Regions from separate parts of the Canis lupus genome. Here region 2 is linked to region 1. A link is a contact called in public Hi-C data. All regions are on one chromosome and are shown on one strand. The core of a region is the stretch at or near the end of the contact, and the rest is flanking DNA. Distances in the headings are between cores, read along the strand shown. Region 1 overlaps RAD51B (DNA repair protein RAD51 homolog 2). Region 2 overlaps LOC111097086 (a long non-coding RNA gene).

Region 1 (4,851 bases), core at 1,219-3,718:
CCATATGGCAAGAAGAGCTGGTAAACCCAGTGTGGTTGTAATTTCTGAAAGAGGAATCAATGGCTGGCTTTTTCTAGGCACAAGTGATACCCTTTATTGGCAATCATATTCCAAGTTTGATCCCTCTGCACTGTGACTTTGGTCTGATGTTCACATCATGAAAACTCTAGGCTGTTTGTGCTGTAGTCCCAAGTAATGTTGACATTTGTAGGAAGGGAGGAAATCTGGATAAATAGAACTCTTTTTTTGGCATTGTTAAAAATATTACTAAAAAGAGCAAAACTGTGTTTTCAGAGCTAAATGGAAGCAAAATCTTTCTTTGGCATTTTGAAAGCCTAGGTAGGTGGCTGGGTAAGCACTTTCTTGCAGCCTGTTTGTTTTAGCCCACAGTGGTTTCTGAACAGCTTTAAGAGATTCTGATAGACACAAAAACACCCATTCTACAGTGGCCATCTCTCTTGAGGCTGTCCCCTCTGTCCTGTGGCTGGAAATTTATATAACTTTTAGGATTTTTCTGAAGAATTACAGTATAGCTGGTCTACCTCGAGCTTTGAATTTTCTTTGAATTTCAATATCAAAAGCAGAACAACTTTTCATTATAGAACTGGAAAGAGCAGTTATTTATTCCACCCCTTACGTTTTGCACATTTGGAAACCGAAATTGAGTTAAGTGACTTGCTTGCAGTTGCCTGACTTGGTTAATGTGGGAATAGAAACGAAAGATGAGAGTTCCTGATGCTAGATCGATGATCATCAGGCTATACCCACGAGAGGGAAAGTTCAGTTCAGGCTCTCTGTAACTTTAAGAACTTGGACGACTATGTCAATCTTGGTGAAACAGCTCATCAAGATAACCTTATCATTCTCAAGGGAACATAATTTTAAGGAGAAACATTTGGAGGAACCGGATTTTAAACTATAATGCTGATTCTTCATTAGTCAAGTGGGGGGATATTTTCATATGTTGCATAAATATTCAAACATTTCTTACTTAATATTTCTTTTAGCCATAAAAGCACTTTATTTGAGAATAAACACTAGCACTCTAGGACAAGTTGGTTACACAAACCCTCTACACAGGGGGCCACATTACACATCAGTGACAACCATAAACCAGAGAAGGGAATAATAACTTGGGGAAATGGTCTTCGTAATGCTTTATAGTTGACAGAATGCCTTCATGTCCATTACCTAATTGATCCTCTAGGACAGTTTTGTGAAAGCAGAAAGAGGAGTCATAAGTACAGTTGTTTTTTAGTAAAGCAGTTCACCTCGCAGCGATACTGAGCCACTTACCCAGCCCAGCTAGGGAGCTACAGAATTGCAACTCAAACCCAAGACTTTCTCTCCAAGGCTGCAGCTTATTTCATTACCTCCCTGTGTGTTAGCTATAGAAGTGATAACACCTTAAATAGAAATGCCGGGGATCCCTGGTGGCGCAGCGGTTTGGCGCCTGCCTTTGGCCCAGGGCGTGATCCTGGAGACCCGGGATCGAATCCCACATCGGGCTCCCGGTGCATGGAGCCTGCTTCTCCCTCTGCCTGTGTCTCTGCCTCTCTCTCTCTCTGTAACTATCATAAATAAATAAAAAATTAAAAAAAAAAAAAAAGAAATGCCTGTTTTCTCTGCCTTTTCTTCTCTTCTCCAGGACAGAAAGTACAGGGGTAGGCTGTCCCTGCCTAGGCCTAGGTGGTTTCACTTCCTAATTTGCATTATTGTATTTGTAGTATTTACCTTACATGGAGGTATTGCCCTTACCTTACATTCCTCCTTATATTGAGGGATAGGTCTTTTAAAAATCATTAGAATGGGTTTGTGGGGCTACACTCCTTTCTCCTTCACATTCTAAACTGCAGACCTCATGCTCTCTGGCTTTCCATTCATATGAGAAAAAGACTATTGTAAATATTGGTGATACCACCTCAGGCTGCAAGCATAAATGAAGGATGTTCTTTTTTAGAAAGGGGAGAAAAAAAGCAATTAGCAATATTCTTGACTCTTTCCTCTTTTAAGACAGCAAGTAGTCATGTGTTTGTTTTCACGTATAACACTAGGTGGCAGAATGACTACACCACGAAGTAGGGTATCCTTTGCTTTCCGTGGAGGGATCTGAATAGTGAGGCAGAAGCCATCTGTGGCTGCATGAGATCGGACCAGACAACCTGGCCAATATTTTCTTGACAGGGAACTGGCTGCAGTGATTCGAAAACATATGCTTCCAAGATACTGCCTTTAAGGTTTCCCTCTTTCTTTTTTCCTTTCTTTTTTTCCCCCAGCTCCCCAGCATTTTAATTTTTCTGCCCCATTGCATTCATGTAGCAGAGGGCAGACAGGGCCTGCAGGCAGCTGCTTTGAAATGGCAGCTTGGGATGGATGCCCCCAGTGGCGCTGGCACTCTTGCCCTGAGTGCCAGCGGCTCATCGAGGGCCTAGGGGAAAGGCTCCTGAGCCTTTGCCCTGAGTGGTGTCTATTGCTCTGGCAGGCGGACTGCAGTGGCTGAGCTAGGCCAGCTTGAAGATGCTGCCCTCACTGACTCAGGTATACAAAACAGGTTTTTGTTTTCAAAGAACAGCCTGATAGTGGTTCAGCTCTTTAGCTTGTTTACCAATATCGCTGCATGATCTGGGGAACGTCGCGTCCAATTTAGGTTTTGTTTTGTGCTTTTTCTAATGATTTGCTGATGTCTCAGCACTCAAGTGTCTGTCTCCCTGGGTACCTCCCATGCCACAGGAAGCACAAAGTAAAGAAAGCAGCAGTACCAGGTTCGTCATTCCATGCTGCTAAGAGCAGAAACTAGGAGTACAGAAATTCTTCTTGGAGTTTTTGCTGACAAAGAAAAGAGTAGCATTAAGACACAACTGCATCCGACTAGTGAAAACACCCTACGTAGATGCTACATAAAGGAACTCCAGTAGATTTTTTTTTTAAGATTTGTTTATTTATTTATTTATTTATTTATTTATTTATTTATTTATTTATGATAGACATAGAGAGAGAGAGGCAGTGACAGGCAGAGGGAGAAGCCGACTGCATGCAGGGAGCCCGACGTGGGACTCGATCCTTGGACTTCAGGATTGTGCCCTGGGCCAAAGGCAGGGGCCAAACCGCTGAGCCACCCAGGGATCCCCAAAGGAACTCCAGTAAAGCCAAGTCTGAATGTCTAAAATTGGTCAAAAAATATTTTATTTTAATTACGGGGGCATTCTGTCCTTTACAGCTGGAAACACAATCGGATTTCATTAAATAGCAAGTTCCTGATGTGAATTGTAAATGATTCCATTTACAAACATGAAAAAAAAGAAGTATTTAAACCTTGACTTTTCAGAAGCCCACTTGTTGCATCAAAGACTAACTGGACTGTAGCTTTACACACCTACCTATACCACACTCTATACTATTTTCCAACTGGGAATCTTGGAGTATTTTTGGTTTGTAGCTGAGGCCACTTGTATGACCCTACTTTTTCAGAGAAGGCACTGGTGACTTGAGGGCTTGTTGAAGTGACCCAGGTGACTGGCAGGAATCAGGATAAGCTCATACGTTAGGGAGAAGGAGGCTTTGTTTATTTGTTTGCTTGACAGAGCTGCTTCTCTTTAATAAAGAGTAAACCATATGACTTTTGAGAATACCTGAAACAACATATATAAATCAGACCCAGGATATCTATCACAGGCCACCACCATGGTGATGCTTTGAAGCTGGAAGAAGATTGTGAGACTTTCTTGTTTGTTAAGAATGAAATGTCATAAAAATTCCAAAGCAGGGTTCAAATTTCCAGGGGGAGGGGACCTTTTTATTGTTTCCTCTAATAGCCGCTTTGGTGCTTTAGTGAATCAATGTGTTGCACAAAATAACCCTAGATGCAGTCTCTGAACTATAGCCTGGCTTTGCTCCCACTTTTGTATTTAGCATCCATTCTGAATTATTTATGATATTTTTGCTGTTGTTTGTCACTCCTCCCTCCTACTCTCCCACCCCCCCCACCCCACCATTTGTTCTGTCTTTATTTTCACACCCCCCAATTAATTGATATCTTCTGCTCTTAGGACTACAGCAAATGTGTCTGTGCATTTTTATGTGGATCTTCACTATGCAGGCCATGCTTTTAAGTTTCTGGAATAGAACAATGGTAAAAATGAGTCATGGCTTGCTGTTATATTTGTTTCTGAGTCAAGAAGCTTAATTTTCTCATTATAATGCTCAAGGTATAGAGCTATATAGTTTACTTTTAAGGGAAATAACCTTAATTTAAACAATTTCTTTAATTAGATGTCCTCATATATTGCAAAAGTCTCTGGATTTGTGTTTCCAAAGTGAACAACACATTGGTAGTGGTTCTATTATTTTTATCCATAGGGGAAAAAAACACATCCAAAATAGGTGTACCCAGCCCTGCTCACAGTCTCAGAACAACCAGCATTAATTCACTGAGGACTTTATACCTACATACAAATGATATCTCAAAACCAGAGACCAGAGTGGCTGGGGTCAAACTGTAAGAAGGGTAGAGTTGAGGAATATGGCAGATGTGGAGGGGTGCATTCATAGGAGAAGAGAGAATATTGGCAAAACAGGATGGCAGAGGTGAGCTGGGAGCTCAGCCCTAGTGCAGTGGTAGGGTTGTGAGAAATGGGTGACCAGAAGTCCTGGCACCTGCACCCTCATGGACACAAGCTATAGATATCAGCTTACCATGGTTTTCAGCATTAAAGAGCCAACAAATGTTCTTGAGTCTCTGTTTATTGAGCTCTCCAGTAAAGCCTCATAACTTATATTAATTGGGAAGAAAATGCTTCCAGAGAAAAGAGAGATGCTGGACAAAACAACTTTGTCTTTGACCAATTGTCAAGG
Region 2 (4,851 bases), core at 1,567-4,066, 540 kb after region 1:
AGATAACAAGTGGCTCTATAGGGCAGAGCTAGGGCTTACAATGATGGCTAAACAGAAAAGGCCCTCAGTAAACATCAGCAAGGGTTCCTCCTCAGCCTGGTGGGGATGCATTACTGACAGCCCCACGTTTCCTGGAAGAAATAACTGTGCTACAAGGTGGGAAAGTATCTGAAGGAAGCGTAAAGTCTTCATAGAAAGTAGCTCAGGGACATGCACAGAGTGCTGCAAATCAGAAGCCCCAAATATCTGTGCGTCCTGCCATCTGAATGCACCTCCTAGAAGCCACCAGCTTCGGAAGGCTGCCTGGAGGAGGGGCCCTGAGTCTGGAGTAGAAATGATACCTAGTAAAAAAAAAAAAAAAAAAAAAAAAAGAAATGATACCTAGTGTTGTCTGTGGACAGGTAGAGAAGGAAAGGAATACCCAGTGGGTGCAGCCCTCCTGTGGCCACTTTGACTTTTGTGCTGGAGAAGCAGAAAACATCACTTGACTCTAAGCGGGGCTTATTAAACTTATCAGCCAGAGACTGAGAGGCAGGCAGGCTGCCCCATGGGGAACAGGCCCACCTGGCCAGGCCTGGGGAGAGCGAGCCTTGCCCTTGCCGATGCCAGCCTGCACCATAGGGTTGGGCTTCCCTGGGATGGGAAGGAAAGAGTTAAAACGACTCTGGGCTTCAGGAGGGCGGCTCTGCAGCTATAAACAGTGAGCCAAGGGAGGGAGGGAGCTGACACAGGATGTGGCCAGGGCTCGAGCTGTCTGATTATTAACTTCACTTTTATTTGGAGGGGGATTCGATTCTCTGTTTTACTTCCCATCAAGGAAGTGAAAGCCCAGGTCTCAGAGGGGCCTGGTTTCAAATTGTTTTGTCACAGCTCATTCATTTTTCCTCTTAAATAAATAAACAAAACCACCTCTTTGTTTTCCCCTTAATGAGCGTTCAGCAAATCATCTGTGGGTGAGGCATGAAAGGGGTTTTCTGGAGTCCTTCATGAAGCATTTGGCTTATTCTTTTAAAAGGAAAAAGGATTCTTCCTGTAGCTTCAGCCTCCTCCAAGACTCTCCAGGCACTTTCCTTTCTGCATCCTGTGGGACCTCAGCCCAAATACCACCTCAAGCCCTGCTTAGACCTTTCTTGGCTGGCCCCTGGGGCCTGACCTGCAGACTGGGCATCCCTGTCACAGGATCCCACCCCGAGGCCACACAGGGGAAGCAACATCCCAGGACTCAGTGGTTAGTCTTCTTGGTCAACTCAGCTCCATGGTGTTTGTTCCTATGACACCCTGACATTTCCACTAAAAATAACTTAAAGCAATTAAAAACACAAAAGGATTCCATTACAGGGCTTAAGAAAACACCATTATATGTTCCTTTGCCCAAGGTTCAAAACGTTTGAGAACTTTGTTTCCAAAGCCAAAACCCATTCAATAATTTCATGATTGTCTGGCAACAACCCTTTACTGAATGACCTACATGGGTGAGGTGCTGTTGTCAGGGACACTAAGACCACTGCTATCTCATGGTCTCTCCCCTCAAGGTGCCCATAATTTAGTGGGGGAAGACAAACACAAGGAAGAAAACAGAGTCCTGTTAGCAAAGGCTAATGGTACCACCCGTGGGCAGAGAAGGAGGGACAGAGTCTGCTGACAGCAAAGAGAGGGAAACTGAGGAAGGCTTCCTGCTGGAGCTGATATGTAAGTTAGAGCTTGAAAGACTGATGATATTAAGAATATTCTAGGAGCACGTGGGTGGCTCAGTATTTGAGCATTTGCCTTTGGCTCAGGTCCTGATCCTGGGTTCCTGGGATCCTGCCCTGCATCAGGTTCCCTGCATGAAGCCTGCTTCTCCCTCTGCTTATGTCTCTGCCTCGCTCTCTGTGTCTCTCATGAGTAAATAAATAAAATTTTTTTTTAAAAAAGAAAGAATATTTTAGAAGCTGAAAAATCCCAAATGACAAGAGAGAGAGAGTGTGGATGAGTGAACCAGGTCAGATGGAAGACAACAGGTGTGGTGTGGCCCGCAGGCCTGAGGCTCCTGGAGGGGCATTCGGAATGGCACTGAAAGTCCTCATGGTGGAGAGGGACGGAGAGGAGACTGGCACTCAGATTCAGACCCAGGCTGCCGGTCCTTGACCCTTGGCTCGGACACCCGGACACCCGTGTGGCCTGGGGAGGAGCGGCACTCCATGCTGTGAGCACCAAGACACGCACTTGGCTGCAGCTCGCCTCGGATCCGATCCGACTGCAGACCAACACCTGCTGGCCGCAGGAGCCGCTTCACCGCCTCTGTAGGCTCTTCTAACCCCGGGCGAGGAGGAGGAGGTGCGCCGCAAGGGGCCCGCTGCGCTTCGCAGAGGCCTCGGGGGCTGGGGCTGCCCGGGCCCAGGCGCCGCCCCCCCCGCCCCTCCCCCGCCCGCCCGGCCGCCAAGATGGCCGACTTGTTTTGCAGGCCGGAGGGGTCACGCGGGAGGCTGCCCTTTGCCTTGGGGAGGCTGTCAAGGTCCCGCCGCCCTCTCTGGCGCTGTGCCCCAGGCGGCCTGACGGCATCTCCTCCCCTGCGCGTCCTGCAGTCCCGCCGAAACTTCCAGGCCCACGGCGAGCCACACTGGCCACCAGGCCGGCACCGGACGGCGAGCAGGGAGGGCCGTCGGGAGCCGGAGGACGGGGTGCGCGCGCCTGCGCCCTCCGCCCCGAGGGACGCCGGGGGCCGCGGTCGGCACCGGCTCGCCCCCATCTCCCTCCCCGCCCCGGGCTGTAGCCGCCCAGCGGGTCCGGGCGGCCTCCAGGGCTGCTCCCGCCCCGCCGCAGCCTTGGCACGGGCGCCGTCAACGTGGCCGCACTGCCCTCCAGCGGCCAGCCCGCCAAACGGCGCGCGGGGCCGGCGTCCCCCTCGCCTGCCTCCTGCGGGAGGGGCCGCCCCTCCGCGGGGTTGGACCCTGTGGCTTTGCTCACCCCCGTGCCTCTTCTGGAGGCCCACGCTGCCGTCTGCCACGGGGCACGCCGGTGGAAGGGCAGGGGATCTGCTTCCTCCAGGGGTTCTCAAACTTCAGTACGCACCAGGGTGCCGGGACAATAGGTTCAAACCCACTGTTGCTGGGTCCCACACCTCAGATCAGAGAATTTGCATCTCTGACCAGTTCCCAGGGGCTGCTGCTGCCACTGCTCCTGGGACCACATTTACAGAACCGGCTCAGTTGGCTCATCCTGTCCTAGCGATTCTGGCATCAGTCGTGAATAGATAATGCACCTGCTGGGCCCTAAGGACAAGAAGTGACCCATGACCAAGTTTCCACCCTTGTGGGGCCTATTCTCACAGAGTAGACAGTCTTGTTTTGAACAAATAATCTCATAAATGTAAGATTCCATTTGAAAAGTTTTCGAATTCCTGTGAAGAAAAAGAATAAAGTGCTCCAAGAACATATATATAGGGAAACTCGTTTCAAATTGGGATGGGCTGTTGGAGAAGGCCTGAAGAAACCCTTAAGCTGAGGCCAGAAGGAGGAGAGAGATCTGGGTAGGAGGGGTGAGGCTGCAGGTAGAGCAGGGAGACGCTGCAGAGTCCAAGGGAAGTGCAGAAGCTGGAGGGGCAGAGCTGGGGGGCAGGCACCCAGAGACCTGACCCTTCAGAAACGTCAACACTCAGAGGGGAAGAGGAGAGAAGGTGGTTATTGAGCATTTAGCCATCCCCTCAGCACCCAAGAAGGGTGTCCCACCTGTGGGAACCTCAGCTAAGTGCCTGTGGCCCAACTTACTGCTGCCCAAACCAGATTTGCTTAGGCCCCTTCCTAACATCTAAAGGAGAGCCACATTTGATGGATCCAGTTCATCCAGCAATGGGGAGAAGACATGGCGTACCCTCCTAACCTTCTGTACATTCCACACTTCATCTCCCGCACTGTGGGTCCAGGACACAGCCATTTCTCCAATGACCATTTTTAAGTACCTACTGTGGGTCTGTAGTAGAGTCCCTCCAGTGACATGTCAAGCATACCACAAGGGGGAGGCCTGCCCTGGACTGCACCTTGCGGGGCAGCAGATGAAGTACCATCCCCCGCCCCCAGTCTCGGTCCCTAACCTGTAGCATGAGACCCCTATCCCACCTACACATCACTTGGGCAGCTCCTCTGGCTAGGACAGCTGGGTAAAAGGAGGCCATTCTGGTGTAAGGATGCTCTTGACTTGGTGTCAGTGTGTTTAATGGGAGCAGGAAAGGCATCTTCCCATTAGGCCCATCCTCTTGCACAGTCACTGCCCTCCCCCATTTCCTCATCTGAAAAATGGGGGGCAGGGATGATCCCCAAGGTGTCTGAGTGCAAGCCTGGCTCACCTGCACACTACGGGGGTGATAGATGAGTAAAAGCCCCTGCTCAGTGACCCGCAACTATGCAAAGGAAGGCCTTTGGGGTGTAATAGCCTCAAGGGGAGGGAGGAAAGAGCACCTGAAAAGCAACATGCAGTTTTATTTTTTTTTAATATTTTATTTATTTATTCATGAGAGACACAGAGAGAATGAGAGGCAGAGACATAGGCAGAGGGAGAAGCAGGCTCCATGCAGGGAGCCCAATGTGGGACTCGATCCCAGGTCTCCAGGATCACGAACTGGGCTGAAGGCGGCGCTAAACTACTGAGCCACCCGGGCTGCCCAACATGCAGTTTTAGAGTCAAACTAATCCAGGTCAAATTCTAGCTCTGCTTCCCACTCACTGTGTGATCTCCAGCAAGTGGCTTAACTTCTCTGGGCCTCAGCTTCCTCTTCTGAGAAATGAGGATAATACAGTACCTACCTCACATGGTGGCTCTGAAGATTAATAGTACTAGCTACCATTTACCAAGTGTTTATTCCACGGGAAGCACTGC

Evidence for each region. A called contact is a pair of places that touch in the nucleus more often than the background predicts.
Region 2: a contact with region 1 is called in a Hi-C map of blood, with 5 times the contacts expected there. The contact joins two enhancer-like sites. A contact is called at or near these places in 5 of 9 Hi-C or Micro-C datasets (amygdala and blood).

Annotation. Positions count from the first base shown.
Region 1 is chr8:42,425,448-42,430,298 of UU_Cfam_GSD_1.0, forward strand. The region is part of intron 7 of RAD51B (DNA repair protein RAD51 homolog 2); the gene reads left to right. Among named protein-coding and RNA genes, the nearest start is that of RAD51B, 370 kb to the left of the region's middle. Within about 2 kb of position 2,469, at least 9 of the 20 cell types and tissues checked have an H3K27ac peak or open chromatin away from gene starts, as enhancers often do. A contact at or near this core is called in blood, where this site is marked.
Region 2 is chr8:42,964,080-42,968,930 of UU_Cfam_GSD_1.0, forward strand. LOC111097086 (a long non-coding RNA gene) reads left to right here. Exons shown (of 3, transcript XR_005363466.1): 2 at 1-1,689; 3 at 1,915-2,385. All of the region lies in intron 3 of LOC111097087 (a long non-coding RNA gene), which reads right to left. Among named protein-coding and RNA genes, the nearest start is that of ZFP36L1, 19 kb to the left of the region's middle. Within about 2 kb of position 2,817, at least 13 of the 20 cell types and tissues checked have an H3K27ac peak or open chromatin away from gene starts, as enhancers often do. A contact at or near this core is called in blood, where this site is marked.